2 separate regions of the Mus musculus genome follow, and region 2 is linked to region 1. Evidence: chromatin contacts called from public HiChIP or PLAC-seq data. All regions are on one chromosome and are shown on one strand. Each heading gives the region's core, a stretch centred on a gene start, on an enhancer-like site or on the middle of the called end of the contact. The rest is flanking DNA. Distances are from core to core; before and after follow the strand shown. Region 1 holds the start of Pbld1 (phenazine biosynthesis-like protein domain containing 1). Region 2 has its middle 20 kb from the start of Dnajc12.

Region 1 (5,367 bases), core at 2,098-4,597:
TTAATTTAATATTTCCAGGGCATAAAGGCTGTGGTATGCGCGTGGAGGTCAGAGGATAACATTTCAGCTCTCGAATTCCACCTGTAAGTGGGCTTTGGGATCTGAACTCAGGTCATCATGCTTGCGCGCAGCAAGCACCTCCATTGGCCGAGCTATGTTGCTGGCCCTTCAAGCAGGCAAGCAAGCAAGCAAACCGAGAAGGGTGGTGCTTGCTTACAGTCCCACTGCCAGGGAGATGGAGACAGAAAGGTTCAGTTAAAGTTTTACTTCCAGACCTGAAGAGATGGCTCCACGGTTAACAGTGCTGCTGTTTGTCCAGAGGACCTGAAAGCCTTCCCAGAACCCAAGGAGGTTGCCTCGAAGTCACCTGTAACTTTAGCTCCCCTCTCCTCTGGCCTCCATGTGCATCTGCACACAGGTGGCATAACCCACATGCACACACACACACACACACACACACACACGTAAAGGAAAACACACAGCTTTAGAATTTATATAAGTGATGGCATATATTTTAATTGCATTTCTTTTAGAAATAGGGAGAGGAGTCTTTCCAGTCCAGTGTTTATTGATGTATGTGCTCTGGAAATGAAAAGGGTTTTAGAGAACCGTGCAAATTTTTATTACCTGGGGAAAACTGGAAATTAAAATTCTTCAAATCTCAAGACTACTACAAGGCTGCAGATAAAGAGCTTGTCCTTGTCGTGTACCCCATCCCCACAGCTGCCAAATATGTATTTCTCATTGGAGTAGGAGTGTGGGACCACCAGTCACTCTTCACCCACAGTCAGGAAGCATGGGCCATCATCTTTATTTAATTATTTATTAATTAAATGCATTAATTATTTATTAGTTTAAATTAAATATGTATTTAGTGAGAGAGAAGGGGGAAAGAGAGAGTAGGCACAGGTACACAGGTCAGAGGGCAACTTCCTAGTGACTGTCGAAACACAAGGCAGGGCTGCTGTTGTTTCTGCCACCACACAGTGTGGTCCAGCTTGACTGGACTGCAAGCTTCCAGATGATTCTCTGATCTCCCACTCACTCATTACTGTGAGGATGCTGGGGTTACAGGTGCCTTCGATGTAGATGTTGGGAATTAGACCATGGTGAACTGATTATGCACGGCTCCCCCAACCCCCAGCCTCACCCACCCCGGTTTTCTCCTTTTGTGCAGTCAAAGATTCCCACCCATGAAACTCTATAGTCCTTTGTCCACACAGCTTGGCCCTGGAAACCTGACTGGGGAGATGAGGGAATGAAGAAATGACAGGCACACACACAGAAGAGCTGGGATGGGTGGACTGTGCTCGCTCTGACAGAGGGCGCCTACTACTCATGGAAGCTCCACATGGTCATCCTGTATAGCAGGGGAGGAGGGGCCAGCCAGTGTCAGCGTCACGGCTCTATGGGGAAGAGTCTAATATGTGACCATACCAGAATAGGAAGCTGCAGTCCCAACACTCTGTCAGCATCGGCACACAGACCAGGGGAAAGCTTTGCCACTCTCCTGAGCCTCACCCAAGACCTCTTTCTCCGAGGACCATGATCCCTGACCCGGCTCTGCTCACATCACAGGATGCATGCTCACCCCGGACTTCATCTACTGCCCACGGTGCTGCCCACAGTCACGGTGGGTCTTTCCTATACCAGAACCTCATCTGAGGCCTCCCTCACAGAAGCGTCAAGAGATGTGTCACCAAGGCCACTCTAGTGCCTGTCAAGTTGACTATGAATATAAAGCATCATGCGAAGGCCCCTGCTTCTTATTATCCAGGAAATGACACAACATTCATCCAGAAGGCCAAGGGATAGTTAATTATTATAATTAGTATATTTAGCAATTATTCTAATAAAAAATCTCATTAGCAATCATTGTAATCTAAGAACTATGTGGGCTTTTTTTTTTTTTTTAATTCAGCTAACTCATTTATTTGGGGGCCGTGGCACACTTGTGCGGCCGGGGGATGACTTGGCAGGAGGAGGTTGTCTGTGTCCACTCTGTGGCTCCCAGGAATTGAACTCTGGTCTTCAGGCTTGGCGCCAAGGACCTTTACCTGCTGAGCCAGCATGGGAGCCACAAAAGAGCTATTTACAAAGGGAGAGTTTTGGCAAACTAACTTTTCCACAGAGTGGAGATCAATTCCTTGCCTCTCCTTAATTCTTTGCCGGTGCCTTATTTTCTTGATCCTAAAGAGATTTTTAATATATTTTGACAATTATTTTAAGAGAGAGAATGAATGTCTGTGTGTCAGTCAATACACTTGAGCATAGAGCCTTTGGAGATCGGAAGAGAGAAAGTGAGTGCAGACATGTCTGTGTGTTTGTGTGTGTGCAAGTGCATGTGTGTGTATCTGGGTTTGTGTGGGTTTGTGTGTGTATGTATGTGTATGTGTGTGTTTGGGTTTGTACACATGATTGCAGTGACCTCAGAGGTCAGAAGAGAGTGTCAGTCAGATCTCTCAGATCTCCGTCGGGAGCTGGAGCCACAAGCAGTTGTAAGTGTCCCACATGGGTGTGAAGAATGGAACATAAGTCCTTTGCGAGAGCAGTAGCCACTCTGAAACAATGAGCCTTCAGCCTTCGAGAGAACTTCTAAATGTCTGAGGAACAGGAAAGGTTAAAGCCAGGAAAGATGGCCGGCAGCTGTAACCCAGGCAGGCACTAAGGAGGTTGAGGCAGATGGGGTCTGAAGAGAGCTTGAGCTACGCAGGGAGCTTAAGGCCAGCCCGCCTTAGACCTTCTCCCAACCCCTATGAGAGAGTCCCTAAAGTAAGACTCAAAGGTAGCTGCGACCATATCTAGTCATAAAACTAAACTCTGGCAGCTAGAAGGAACCCATCCCCCTACGTTTTTATGTTTATTTGCTTATTTATTTTTGATTCTGTAAGATGAGTTTCTTCACATAGTCCAGGCTGACCTAGGATCTGCTATGTAGCCCAGGCTGGCCGCAGACTCATGATCTCCTGCCTTCTCCTTTGGAACACCAGAGCTGCAGGCATGAGCCCCGACTCCCAGCTGCTGCCAGGTTCCCTGCCTGGGAGCCTCTGTGGCTCTGACCCAGTCTAGGCACAGCCATTCCCTCATAACCTGAAGACATGGCCATCAGCGACGTGACACAGAACACAAGCCAAAGTGGCAAACACGCAGGACGGCCTCATGTCTTTTACAGACGTCAAGGGCTCTACACACATCTGGAAGTTCAGGCTTGGCCCTTGAGAACCGCGTACTCACGCGCTCCAGGAGGCAGACTGCGGCAGGATTGCCCCGGAAAGCTGTCGCAGTGAACGCATCTGCTATGAAGATTGGGAGCTTCATTTTCCTCGCTGGCTTTGTCTGAGGGCTCCCTGCCCTGCTCGGAGCCCGCTTCACTTCCAGCTGTTGAAAAATAAGTTAAAGTTTTACTGGTGCAGACGTGCAGTTAATGGTTCCCAGACCAAAAGCCAAACAACCGTGCCAATATGGTTACCTTTAGAGATACCAATCCTCTAACAAGTTTTAGCATTTGTATTGGATGTCCTTTGACCTTTGCAGAGTAGCTCAGTGAGGGGCAGGTAAGCACTTGCTTGGCACGCACAAAGCCCGGGCTCTATTCCCCATCGACCCTTACACAGGGCATGGTGGCACACATCTGTGATCCTAGCGCAACGAAGCAGAGGCAAGAACAGAAAGGCTCAAGGCCATCCTCGGCTACACAGGGAGTTCCAAGCCAGCCTGGGATACAGGAGACCCCGTCTCAAAGCAATAAAAGTTTACCAACTTACACAGTATATGAACATTTACTGTGCTTATTAATCTGACTGATAAAAAGCAATCATTGGGTTTTCATTGGCAGAAAACATCACGTCACCCTCTTCTTACCACATCTTAATTTAAAAAAACAAAACAAAACAAAAACTGGGTCTTACTATGCAGCCTTTATTGAACTGGATCTTAAGGCTGGCCTTGAGCTCAGAGATCTGCCTACTTCTGCCTTCCCAGTCCTGGGATTAAAGTCCCATGCCACCACAACCAACTTACCTTTTCCCCTTTTGAAATCACATAGCTGCTAGAGGAGCCCCTGGCACACCATATCTATTAAAGTGATTTAAGAAGTAATTACTGGGCTCACATCCAACTGGAGCGTGGAGGACAAACAGGAGGATTTGTTGTCAAGTGTCATCTGCGAGGACGTGTCTCCATCGACAGCAGAATCGTTCTTCTCACTGCGTTTCAGGTTGTTTATGCGGTTGTTTGGAGATTTCATTGTAAATCACCATTGTTCTATCAGATAGCAGGAGTCAGCACAGAAAGGAAACAAAGCTCCTATTTTGACACAGGTTCCCTTTTGCAAGGCTGGAATGGAGCCCAGGCCTCACACGTGACTGGTAAATGTTCTAGGTTATCTTGTTTACCTGATCTGTGGGCCCCGGGATCTTGACCTCGTTGGCCGTGACCTCTCTGTGGAACCTACACAGGTCTTCAGCCTCCTGCCCCGGCTGCTGAATAGCTAGGATTAGGCTCTGTCTCCCCCTGGCAGTGGGCTTCACAAGCTTGTGAGCCAGGCTCAGTGGAATCTGGAGACTGCAACAGGCCTGCCTTGAGTTCAAGGCCAGCCTTGGGATATGTAAAAGTAGCTTTTATTCACCTGTTGTAATTGTCATCTCAGAGGCTTACTGCCTCAGTCTGCTTACCCAGGTCTAGGCCTGGAAGCTTCTAGCTTCCATACAATCTAATTGAGGCCTAGAATGTTTTCAGCCTCTGAGACTGGCTGCTGAATAAGTTCACAACTTTCTTGTTCTCTCTGAATTCTAGCTGGCTGGTTCAACTCAGCTGTTCTGGCTCAAACTCTTCTCCCACCTGACTCTGATTCAATCTGGCTTCTTCTCAAGTCTCTGATTTTTCCCCCCTGTCTGGTGTCAAACTAACTCTGGCAATCCGTTCTAATCTTCTGACTCATTCCCATCTCTTGCTCATTCTGTCTTTACCTGTGTCTAGCTTGTTCTCTCTTTAGTCTGCCTCTGTCAAACTCTCCCAGTAAAACTGCCTTTCTCCCTCTCTTGGCTGCTCCCCACGAACTCCACTGTATTCCTGTACTGTATTCTCTTCCTCCTGTACTGTCTGTCTCTCCCTTAAGTAGCTTCTCTTTCCTCTCCTCTTGAGAGTTGGGCATATTCTATTCTGTCAAATCTTTCTCTGATTTTTCACTTTGTCTGTCACTCAGATGGATATCAGTTTCAAACATGGGCGCTTCCTTCTGCAGACTAACATTACCTTCATTGTTTGGGATGAGAGGTGAGTACTAGGGGCACGTCTGTAATCCAGCCAGAGGGATTGAGGCTGAGACACACCCTAACCAGAAACAGGTTCAAATATCCTGCAGCAAGG
Region 2 (5,367 bases), core at 919-3,418, 310 kb before region 1:
GTGCTTTTCCCACTGTGATGACAATAGACCAAACCTCTGAGGTGTACGCCAGCCCCAGTTAAATGCTTTCCTTTATAAGAGCTGCTGTGGCCATGGTGTCTGTAAGAATACTAGTATATGTTCACTGAATATCGATTTTGAAATAATTCAAAACTTTAAGCCTGTCTTAGTTAGGGTTTCCATTGCTGAGAAGACATACTGTGACCAAGGCAACTCTTATAAAGGACAACATTTAATTGGGGCTGGCTTACAGGTTTAGAGGTTCAGTCCGTTATCATCATGGTGGGAAGCATGGCAGCATCCAGGCAGACTTGGTGCTGGAGGAGCCAAGAGTTCTACATCTTGATCTGAAAGCAGCCAGGAAAAGACTGCCTTCTAGGCAACTAGGGGGAGGGTCTCAAAGCCCACCCCCACAGTGACACACTTCCTCCAACAAGGCTACACCTACACCAACAAGGCCATTCCCTGGGCCAAGCCTATACAAACCACCACAGTGTCTCTTCACAGCAATAGAGCACTGATTGAGACAGATATGAAGGCAGAGGATATAGCTCAGTAGGGTGTTCCTAACATACTGGTTCAGTCCCCAGTATGGGAACAAACAAAACTGTCAAGTGCTACGGGCAGAGGGCCAACACAGTGGTAGAGAAGTTCCCTCGCATGTGCAATGCCCTGAGTCAATCAATAAGAGCTGGAGAACAGGGCAGAGCTGGCACATGCCTTTAGTTCCAGCATTGGTGAATTCCAGAATTCCAGGCTAGCTGATTCTATAAGACCCTATCTCCAATATCGTGTGTGTGTGTGTGTGTGTGTGTGTGTGTGTATGTATGAAATATAATTTGGCAAAGGGGTACATGGCAAGGCCCATGCCAAGGTGTGGCCCCTGAGTAATTACATCATGCAACAGATCAGGTATAAAGGGGGTTTACTGGGGGAAGGGAAAGGAGTGAGGGTCTGGGAAGACGGGAAGAGGCAGACAAGTGGACATGTAGACAGGCAGGCAGACAGACAGGAAGCAGACAGAGAGCCATGAGGGCAGAGAAGGAAAGAAGAGGTCAAGAGAGAATGCCGGGAACAGAGAAAGACACAGAGAGAGAAAACGGGGAAACTGAAAGGGCTGGGGTGGTAGGCAGTCCATTTATAGGCAGCCCATAACCTAGCAGCCGCAGATGACTTAAGTTGTTGCTAGGTCCCTGAGAGGAGTCTAATGGAATGGTCTGTAAGTTAACACGCCAACACACACACAGTGTTAAAAAATAACTTTCGCTTAGACATGGTAATACGTGCCAAAACTCTAAGCACCCAGGAGGCTGAGACAGAAGGGTCACAAGTTTCAGGTCAGCCCGCAGCTACCCAGCAAGTTCCAAAACAGACTGAGAAACATAGCAAGACTCTGACCAAAAATCAAGAAAGTCCACTCTGATTGCAGTTAAGGGAAGCAGTTTTCAGAGTTGAAATTACCTAATACTGAGGTTAAAGAAATTGTTGTCAAGAAGTTAGGAGCGTCCTCATGGGTACCAGTGTCCATGAGGAGGCCTTGGATCCCTTGGCATCAAACACTGTTTTCAGGAAGCGCACGGGCCAGTTCAGTGGCCTCTCACAGCTGGGTAGCACTTTCTTAGTTCCTACAGAGTTAGTGTTCGGCGGCGGGAGGGGGGTGGGGGGGGTGGGGGGTGGGGGGGGTGGTATCAATTAACAAAGAAATCTGAAACCTTCACAAGCCTCTGTGTACTAAACACTCCAAACATCAGTTTGACCTACTGTCCCGCCATGTCCTTGAGGACTCGCGATTTAAACCGCTTTGGCAGATAAAACAGAGTACGACAGTTCTCTTAAGGCAATGAGCATTTGCCAGGAAAACAACAGGTGGGTATCCCAACCACTTCCAAAAGCATCCTTCGCCTTCCACTGAAATCGGTGAAGCCACTTGAAATAGTGAGCCCGGGAGACCCCATCCCTAGAACCTCTAAGCCTTCTGAAACAGGGCTTCAGATTTTAATGAAGAGCTGAAGTTGGAAATCACTACATGCCACGTCATATCCAGAGAGTCCATCCTTCTGTCTTTACAGTGGCTGCTCATGAATCAAACAGTTCTTCACCTCCCGCAGCAAGACTCTACACCCCAGGTTTCGAGGTGCGTGGTGAAGGGAGGTGTGCTGTGCGCGGCCCCTCGGTAGCGCCCTGGGTCTCCTTATGATTGGCTCTGTGACGATGTGTCTTCCACATCTAGCTCTCTTTGGTCTGAAAGGGAATAAGTGAGTGAATGAATGAATGAATGAATGAATGAATGAGGGTAGGGCAGGAGCCCCTTTGTCTCCTCCTCCTTTTGTCCTGAGGCTATACTGGTGAGTAGGAAAACTGAAAATCCAAATTTTGTTAAAGGTGTGCTGGATCTGTATTCCTATCCCAGGCAAGGCAAAGCCAGCTGAGCCTTCCATTGTTTTGCTGGTTAAAGCTGTTTTAAGTTTTGACACACACACTTCTCCATTAGTCTCCCTTGTTCAGGATCTTTCTGGGACTGACTGGTACTGTAGCCGTTAGTATTCTAATGCTAATTTGGGTCCCCTAAGTTAGTTGACTTGAGAGGGTAACTCCTAGCTTCTGGGAAACTGCCCCAGTTAATTCTGATTGGTAAATAAAGATGCCAGCAGCCAATAGCTGGGGAGAAGAGAGGAAGAGGCAGGATTTAAGGTTCCTGGGCTTGGGACCTGGAGGAAGCAGGAGGGAAGAAGAGAGACTCGCTCTGCCTCAGGAGTGTGCAGAACAGAGACAAGAGCAGCCATGGGGTAGGGAAGCAAGGCGAGCCTTGGGTTCCGGGCCAAGAAAACGTGGCCCAGAGGGCTGACTAATTGGAATTAGGAGCAGCGAAGATGGAGCATAGAGATTAGAAGTAGTAACTCAGAGTTAGGCAGTTGCCCGGCTATTGTGTTATTTAAGGCATATTAAAATATAAAGGCGGTGTGTGTGTCTTTCATCTGGGAACATAAATGGTCTAAGGTGGGAAGGACCTCGCGCCAGGATTTATTAAAAATATTACTATTGGGCTGGAAAGATGGCTCAGCGGTTAAGAGCACTGACTGCTCTTCCAAAGGTCCTGACTGAGTTCAAAATCCCAGTAACCGCTGGGGGGGGGGGGGGGGGCGCACACCTTTAATCCCAGCTCTTGGGAGGCAGAGGCAGGCGGATTTCTGAGTTCGAGGCCAGCCTGGTCTACAGAGTGAGTTCTAGGACAGCCAGGGCTACACAGAAAAATCCTGTCTTAAAAAAAAAAAAAATCCCAGCAACGAGGCTGGAGAGATGGCTCAGTATTTAACAGCACGACTGCTCTTCTGAAGGTCCTGAGTTCAGATCTGACGTCCTCTTCTGGTGTGCCTGACAACAGCTACAGTGTACTTCATAGAATAAATAAATCTTTAAACAATATATTACTACTACAACATACACCAGGTGTAAGAAGTACACATCATCAGAATGTTTGTTGTCCACCTGTTGAAGGGCCAGGCTCTCTGCTATGGACTAGGGATACCAGATAAGTCAAGCCCAGAATGTATGTGGTATCTCTATAGTCCAGGTGGTCTTGAACTTGCTAGGGTACCTAGGCTGGTCTCTAACTCTCTGTCCTAGGATTACCAGCAAGTGCCACCAGGTAGACTCTCCAGGTATTTAATATCCAAGATAAGTGGACCTCAAAACATTTAATTAAATATTATTGTTAAACCAGGCAGTGGTGGTGCATACCTTTAATCCCAGCACTTGGGAGGCAGAGGCAGGCAGATTTCTGCATTCAAGGCCAGCCTGGCCTACAGAGTGAGTTCCAGGACAGCCAGGGCTATACAGAGAAATCCTGTCTCGGAAAATAAATAAATAAATAAATAACCCGACCCCCCCGCCCAAAAAAATCATTGCTTTTTGTTTTTCTCTTGGGCATTGTGGACACAGTGAGAACCATACAATGATGAGATCATGTTTTGTAAGAATACTAGTATATGTTCACTGAATATCGATTTTGAAATAATTCAAAACTTTAAGCCTGTCTTAGTTAGGGTTTCATTGCTGGGAAGAGACACCATGACCAAGGCAACTCTTATAAAGGCAAATATTTAATTGGGGCTGGCTTACAGGTTCAGAGGTTCAGCCCATTATAATCATGGTGGGAGCATGGCAGCATCCAGGCAGATATGATGCTGGAGAAGCAGCTGAGAGTTCTACATCTTGATCTGCAGGCAGCCAGAAGGACACTATCTTCTGCACTGGGCAGAGCCTGAGCACAGGAGACCTTACAGTCCACCTCACAGTGACACACTTCCCCCAGCAAGGCCACACCTCCTAACAGTGCTGCTCCCTATGGCCAAGCATTCAAACACATGAATCTTTGGGAAGCAAACCTAGTCAAATCACTACAAACACATTTCTTAAAGCTGGGCAGTGCTAGTTCCTGCCTTTAATCTCAGCACTCAGGCAGATCTCTGAGCCAGAGGCCAGCCTGCTCTATAGAGTGAGCTCTAGGACAGCCAGAACTACACAGAGAAACACTGTCTTGAAAAAGAGAAAGAAAAAAAGCCAGGTATGGTAGCACACAACCCTGGACACCAACACAGGGGAGAAGAGTTGGGGCCAGCCTAGCCCAGGTCACTCTAACTCTGTTACACCAGGCCTTGTGCTTTTTTTTGTTTTGTTGTTGTGTGTTTTTTATTTTGTTTTGTTTTGTTTTTTTGGTTTTTGGTTTTTGGAGAAAGGGTTTCTCTGTGCAGCCCTGGCTGTCCTGGAACTCACTCTGTAGATCAGGCTGGCTTCGAACTCAGAAATCCATCTGCCTCTGCCTCCCAAGTGCTGGGATCAAAGGCGTGTGCCACCCTGCCCGGCTCCTTCTGCTTCTTTACAGCTCTTTAAATATGTCTCTTTTTCTAAAATAAAACTGAAAGACAAGAAAAAGAAAGTAAAAGGATTTTTAAATGAAATCAAATAGCACCAGGTGCTATGAGAGCACCTGCCTTTAGTCTAGCATTTAGGAGACAGAGGCAAGGCCAGCCTGGCCTATGTATCAAGCTCCAGGCCAAACGAGATACCACAGGGAGACCCTGCCTCAAAGAACAAACAAAATAAAAATTAATAATTGTGTGGTTTGAAGGAACGTCTCCATAGGCTCATATATTTGAGTGCTTGCTCATTAGGGAGTGGCCCTACTTGAGAGGGATTAGGAGGTGTGGCCGAATTGGAGGAAGTCTGTTACTAGGGGTGGGGTTTGAGGTTTTAGAAACCCAAGCCAGGCCCAGGGCCTCTCTGCTGCCTGCAGATCCCAATGTAGAACTCTCAGCCTGCATGCTACCATGCCCACCCTCGTAAGGATGATGGATTAAACCTCTGAAA

Evidence for each region. HiChIP or PLAC-seq counts read pairs in DNA pulled down with a chosen protein or histone mark.
Region 2: a contact with region 1 is called in an H3K27ac HiChIP or PLAC-seq map of embryonic stem cells, with 11 read pairs. The contact joins the enhancer-like site here to the promoter of Pbld1 in region 1. A contact is called at or near these places in 15 of 39 promoter capture datasets (the 3T3-L1 cell line, 3T3-L1-derived adipocytes, the C10 cell line and 9 more), 1 of 15 datasets of contacts at CTCF or cohesin (embryonic stem cells), 3 of 484 Hi-C or Micro-C datasets (the N1E-115 cell line, bone marrow-derived macrophages and liver), 3 of 115 datasets of contacts at active chromatin or transcription factors (all in embryonic stem cells) and 3 of 9 other capture datasets (adipose tissue, liver and macrophages).

What each region holds. Positions count from the first base shown.
Region 1 is chr10:63,059,569-63,064,935 of GRCm38.p6, reverse strand. It overlaps Pbld1 (phenazine biosynthesis-like protein domain containing 1), which reads right to left and starts at 3,347. Exons shown (of 9, transcript NM_026701.3): 1 at 3,235-3,347. The coding sequence starts at 3,318.
Region 2 is chr10:63,363,497-63,368,863 of GRCm38.p6, reverse strand. No RefSeq gene overlaps it. Among named protein-coding and RNA genes, the nearest start is that of Dnajc12, 20 kb to the left of the region's middle. Within about 2 kb of position 2,168, at least 14 of the 459 cell types and tissues checked have an H3K27ac peak or open chromatin away from gene starts, as enhancers often do. A contact at or near this core is called in embryonic stem cells, where this site is marked.